Linked DNA regions of Zea mays: region 1 is linked to region 2. The links are chromatin contacts, called in public Hi-C maps. All regions are on one chromosome and are shown on one strand. The core of a region is the stretch at or near the end of the contact, and the rest is flanking DNA. Distances in the headings are between cores, read along the strand shown. Region 1 holds the start of LOC100191917 (UDP-glycosyltransferase 72B1). Region 2 has its middle 37 kb from the start of LOC100274364.

The links. A called contact is a pair of places that touch in the nucleus more often than the background predicts.
Region 1: a Hi-C map of endosperm shows a contact between it and region 2, with 2.3 times the contacts expected there. The contact joins the promoter of LOC100191917 here to the enhancer-like site in region 2. A contact is called at or near these places in 2 of 25 Hi-C or Micro-C datasets (endosperm and leaf).

Annotation. Positions count from the first base shown.
Region 1 is chr9:41,150,394-41,153,577 of Zm-B73-REFERENCE-NAM-5.0, forward strand. LOC100191917 (UDP-glycosyltransferase 72B1) reads left to right here and starts at 1,682. Exons shown (of 1, transcript NM_001137341.1): 1 at 1,682-3,184. The coding sequence starts at 1,683. The coding sequence ends at 3,122.
Region 2 is chr9:41,002,636-41,005,859 of Zm-B73-REFERENCE-NAM-5.0, forward strand. No RefSeq gene overlaps it. Among protein-coding and RNA genes, the nearest start is that of LOC100274364, 37 kb to the left of the region's middle. Within about 2 kb of position 1,751, at least 19 of the 20 cell types and tissues checked have an H3K27ac peak or open chromatin away from gene starts, as enhancers often do. A contact at or near this core is called in endosperm and leaf, where this site is marked.

The DNA of each region.
Region 1 (3,184 bases), core at 432-2,931, 150 kb after region 2:
AGTCGTTGCTCTAAAGAACATGACACACATAGAGCCATAGAGGTAATTGAGTTTATAACTGAGCATATTATTCATAGATTTGGCATTTCTCAGACTTTGACCATAGACCAGGGGACTTCTATTATGTCAAAGGAGGTACGTGAGTTTGTTGAATCATATAGAATTAAATTGCTCAATTCATCTCCATATTATGCTCGGGCCAATAGACATGCCGAGTCTAGCAATAGGACATTGATTAGCCTAGTAAAAAAGAAGATATCTGATCATCCTAAGCATTGGCATAAGGTCTTGTCTGAAGATTCATGGGCTCATAGAATATCTAAACACTGCGCTACTAAAGTATCTACGTTTGAGCTTGTTTATGGCAGGAACCAGTGTTGCCTGTAGAGGTAAGCCTAAATGCTGTCAGGAGCACCAGGCAAAATGATCTGACTGTCGGTGATTATTATAATTCAATGATGGACAATATTGATGAAGTGACCGACAAAAGAGTGATAGCTCTAGGAGAAATAGAGAAGGACAAGATCATGGTCGCCAAATCTTACAACAAGAAGGTCAAGGCTAAGTCATTCCAGGTAGGAGACCTGGTGTGGAAGACCATCTTTCCTGCTAGCTGAAGGGAGATGAGCGACCGAGATAGCTATAAAAAAGGACAGTTCTCCTTTTTAACTCGTATCTTCTTAGCATTTGGCTAAGATAAAATACAATATCTAGAGTTTAATATCTGGTATGTGGCATATATCTACTTTAATATTAAATTTAATTTTTGGTGAGGGTCTACTTTAATTTTAAATTTATTTTTTGTGGGAATGGTCCATCACACTGGCTTGCCACTGGACCCTCACATGTTGTACCATTGCACTATACCATCAAATATGATTGGCGTGCTGTTGCAATACCCAGACATTGTACTAGTTACATACTCCCTTCGTCCCAAAATATTAGTCGTTTTAGCTCTTAATTTTTATGTCTATGTTCAAATGGATGATAACGAATCTATACACATGTGTAAAAAAATACATTAACTATTGTATGAAACAGTAAAACGAATTAGCTACCCGTGTTTCGATGCAAGTGCTAAAGTTAGCAAATGAATATAGAAAGACATCTATACCCTAATTAATGTGGTGTGGGAGAGAGAGTGTGAGGTAAAAAAAGTAGGAGATGTCTTTTCCTTGTCCCTCACTAATTTTATCTCACTTTAGCACACCTTAAAGAAACTAAACTGCTAATAAATACTAAAGTTTAGCATTTTATTTTTAGCTTGTTTCAGCATTTCTATTTAATATCTAAGTGCTAAAGTTTAGCAACAAATATATTGTTAGACTTTGGCACCGCCTAATTGTCCAATTGAGTGGCAATGGTTCTATGCGTGCCCAACGTGGTAACACCTCACTACATAGAATATAGAATATAGAATATAGAATATAGAATATAGGTGCCCTTCAATTATTGTGCGCGTGACCGAATTTGTTTGTAGAGATCAAATTTGCCACGCATTCCAAAGAACCCTAGTGCATTGGAAGTCATGCATCTGTCCAAAATCCAAATACTAAAGAAGTTGGTTGGTGGTATACGGAGTACTGGCAAAGTCGCATCAGTCACCAACACTAATCACACTTTACTAGCCACACCAACGTATCAGCTCCACCCCTTCGGCCACACAACCCAGGTGATCGACCATGTCCTCGCCGGCACCATCATCGGCCTCCAGGTCCAGCCACGGCTCACGAGGCTCCCCGCGCATCGTCCTCTTCCCGAGTGCTGGCATGGGCCACCTGGTCCCGTTCACCCGCCTCGCCGTCGCGCTTTCCGCCGGCCACGGTTGCGAGATCTCCCTCCTGACGGCGCTGCCCACAGTTTCGTCCGCGGAGTCCCGCCACATCGCCGCGCTCTACGCTGCGTTCCCCGCCATCCGGCAGCTGGACCTCCGCTTTGCCCCTTTCGACGCGTCGTCCGAATTCCCCGGCGCCGATCCATTCTACCTCCGCTACGAGGCCCTGCGCCGCTGCGCGCCCTCGCTCCTCGGCCCGCTCCTCGCTGGCGCAGGCGCGTCGGCTCTCGTCGTGGACATGGCGCTGGCCTCCGTGGCCATACCCGTAGCCAGGGAGCTCCACGTCCCGTGCTTCGTCTTCTTCACCGCGTCGGCCACGATGCTCTCATTCAAAGCCTACTTTCCCACCTACCTCGACGACGTCGGTGCCGGACATGGCGTTGGCGATGTTGACGTGCCCGGCGTGTACCGCATCCCAAGTTCGTCCGTCCCACAGGCGCTGCATGATCCCGACAACATCTTCACCCGGCAGTTCGTCGCGAATGGACGGGCGCTCGCGACAGCCGACGGCCTCCTGGTCAACGCCTTCCACGCCATGGAGCCGGAGGCCGTCGAGGCACTACAGGGTCGCTTCGTGCTCTCCGTTCTGCCGCCCGTGTTCGCCGTGGGGCCGCTTATGCCGGTGAACGACCTCCGGGAGACAGGGGAGGCAGCGCAAAAACAGGGGAACTATAGGGCGTGGCTGGACGAGCAGCCGCCGCGGTCTGTGGTGTATGTCAGCTTTGGCAGCCGCAAGGCTCTCCCCAAGGACCAGATCAAGGAGCTCGCCGCCGGACTAGAAGCGTGTGGCCACCGCTTCTTGTGGGTTGTGAAGGGCGCTGTCGTGGACAGGGATGACGCTGGGGAGCTCAGCGAACTGCTTGGCGAGGCCTTCCTGCGGCGCGTGCATGGCCGTGGCCTGGTGACCAAGTCGTGGGTGGAGCAAGAGGAGGTGCTCAGGCACCCGGCCGTGGCGCTGTTCGTCAGCCACTGCGGATGGAACTCGGTGACGGAGGCAGTGAGCAGCGGCGTGCCGGTGCTGGCGTGGCCAAGGTTCGCGGACCAGCGAGTGAACGCCCGCGTGGTGGTCCGTTGCGGGCTCGGCGTGTGGGCTGATCAGTGGAGCTGGGAGGGGGAAGAGGCGCTGGTGAGAGCGGAGGAGATCACAGCGCTGGTGATGGAGGCTATGGAAGATGACGCGATGGCAGTGAAAGCGGCGAATGTCCGCGAGGCTGCGTCGAGAGCCGTTGTGGACGGCGGCACGAGCTACCGAAGCCTGGCGGCGTTCGTGCGTCGTTGCACCGCATGAAGTTATATAAAAATTACTTATATAACTTAACTTCACGGTCTATAAACTTTTAAAATATGCCT
Region 2 (3,224 bases), core at 501-3,000:
AAACACATTGTGCACTGCAGACAATGTTTCAGGTAGTTGGAGTCGGTATGCCACTGGTCCACATTGCTCAAGAATAGGAAACAGACCAATGTATCGGGGTGCAAGCTTTCCTTTTACCCCGAAACGGGTCACACCCTTCATTGGCAATACTTTCAGGTACACAAAATCTTTGACTTGAAAGTACAAGGGTTGGCATCGTTTGTCTATGCAACTTTTTTGTCGAGCTTGTGCCTCTTTCAAGTTATGTATGATTCGTCGAACCTTTTCCTCCATCTCTTTAACCATGCCAGGCCTGAAAAACCACATTTCTCCTGGTTCAGACCAATTCAAGGGTGTCCGACACCGTCGTCCGTACAGTGCTTCAAATGGTGCCATCTTAATACTTGCTTGATAACTATTATTATACAAAAATTCTGCTAAGGGCAGATAGTCATCCCATTTCTGCGGAAACTCTAGAACACATGCTCGCAACATGTCTTCAAGTATTTGATTTACTCTCTCAGTCTGTCCACTTGTTTGGGGATGATACGCCGAACTGTGGAGCAACTTAGTACCCAGAGATTTGTGGAGTTCTTCCCAAAATTTGGATACAAATTGTGGTCCTCGATCCGACACAATTGTTTTTGGAACCCCGTGCAAACTGAGAATGCGAGCAGTATAAAGTTTCGCATATGTGGCCACTGTATACTTTACTTTGACGGGAAGAAAGTGGGCGATCTTCGTAAGTCGATCAATGATAACCCAGATAGAATCAAAACCTTTAGCTGTTTTGGGCAATCCCACAATAAAATCCATGCTAATATCTTCCCATTTCCAGGCTGGGATAGGTAAAGATTGCAGTGGTCCTGCTGCCTTCATATGTATTGCCTTGACACGCCTACATGTGTCACATCTTGCCACATAGTGTGCAATCTCAATTTTCATTTTTGTCCACCAATAGTGCTGCTTTAAATCTTGATACATCTTAGTACTTCCGGGATGAATGGAATATCGACTAAGATGAGCTTCATCCAAAATTTGTTGGCGGACATCAGTATCTTTAGGCACAACTATGCGATTATTAAACCATACTATGCCTTGATCATCCTTTATAAAGCAATTAGCTTTGTCAGCTTCTATTTTCTCATGAATATGTTTCATACCCTTGTCATTTCTTTAGGCATTAATAATCTTTTACAGAAGAACTGACTCAAGCTTCAATTGAGTCAAAGTTCCATGTTGTATCATTTCCAGGTTTAACTTTTCCATTTCTTGACATAATGTGATGTCAGGGGTCCTCACTGTAAGACAATGGCAGGACGCCTTGCGACTTAGTGCATCTGCCACCACATTGGCCTTTCCTGGGTGATAGTGGATTTCTAATTTATAATCCTTAATCAGCTCAAGCCATCTTCTTTGCCTCATGTTTAGTTCTGACTAGGAAAAAATATACTTCAGACTTTTATGATCTGTATATATATGGTAGATATTTCCCAGCAGATAATGACGTCATATTTTAAGGGCATGAACCACAACAGCTAATCGCCTGGCCATTTCTACTGAACATTTTAAATCTGAAGTCAAAACCAAAATTTAAAGTTAGTTTGAATTCTGAAAAATGAAATTAGAAAAGAAATACAAAACAAAAAATAGAAAAGAAAAAGGAAAGAAGAGGATCGGACCTGGGCCGACCCCCCCCCCCCCAGGCCCATACCTAACCTAGCTCACGGTCCACCGTCACACGCGCACTGATGGATAGGGCCCGCTGACAGTGATCGCGCGCGCCCATGGTGATCATGAAGTGCTAACATATGGGCCCCCTTGTCAGTGTCCATCAGCCATGGCTGCTGTAGATCTTCCTTGCCACGGTGAGTGCGCCTGTAACAAACTCTTCGAGAACCAGGCGGACTCCAGCTGGCTGTTTCAATCGCCTTGCCATGGCCATATATGTGGGAGGGTGCCGCATAATCAGCTTCTCACCCATAGCCACCAAAGACAGGGAGAGGAGTGACCGCCGTCGTGTGAGTTGAAGACACGCGCTGCCATAGAACCTCGATCACGATGCCTTTTGAGGACTGAGTTCGGGTCAGGGTGGTGCACCTTGCCTCGGGGAACGCTTTTCGATCAGCAATCGGGTGCGGGAGGCAACGGATTGCGGACAATTCCTCGTCGGAGGCTGGGCGCCACCACGAATCCACCCCCCTTCGCGGACCAGGCACTGTGTGGCTCGAATTCCAGTAACGATTCCTCCCCGTTGTTCACGTTGCCCAGTAATTTACGAATAGTTACGGGATTAGCAGTTGGGAGTCCTTGGGTGGTGCATTGGCAATGCCAGCGGGTTGCGCCGCCAGGGGTGTGGCTTCCACGCTGTTGTGTTGACAACCAGGTTGGGGGAAGGGTACAATAGCCGTTGATCGAGGGATGGGCGGTGGAGACCAGATCCGGTGTATCCCTTTCACTTCATAGAATATAGGCGGTCGGATTGGGATCGTGCGGTTTGGGGGTTGGGGCAAGCGAGTGCGCCCCGTGGGCCATAGATTTGTGATCCGATGGCTAGAGTGAGTTCTAGGTGGGGTTTTAACCTGGGCGTAGCGCTTCGATCGGATGGCTGTGATCGGCTGATACCCCTTCGTTGTGTTTAGTTTGCATAAGAGCCCCATATGAGTTAGCAAATAAACCCGTCGTCCAGGGGAGTTTTAGAAGCATTACAACTAAGTCCTTTTTCATGCGATTTAGCCCCTGAACCTTCCTGTAATCATGGCCAAAGTCCAGTCAACCGAGAATTCAATGAAATTAAATGCAGAAATCATTTTTAGTGCAAAAATAATGTCCCAATCTTAGGAAATTCATAACTTCATGATTTTAGCTCTGATTTAACCCGTTCCAGTTGCATTAGGTTCGTACAAATATTAACTGCAATCTAGTAACCTTATTTTGTTATGTAACATGTTGTCAAAATCAAACACTTAATTGGTTTAGCCTATGTTTAACTTATCCAAGCACACAAAACTTCGGAAACTCATATATCATTCATTATAACTCTGATTTTAGCCGTTCTCGAACCTACGATCTTGTAGCAACGCATAGATCATTATTATGTATTTTGTGCTCATGTTTGTTGTGATGCTAGTTTCTCCTATACCATGTCTGTTTGTATTGTTGCGAGTAGACGAGCAAGTGGCTGTGGAACCCGGTACTCAGCAGGTGGAAAATACTCTCGTTGAAGGCAAGTTGTGCGCTTGATC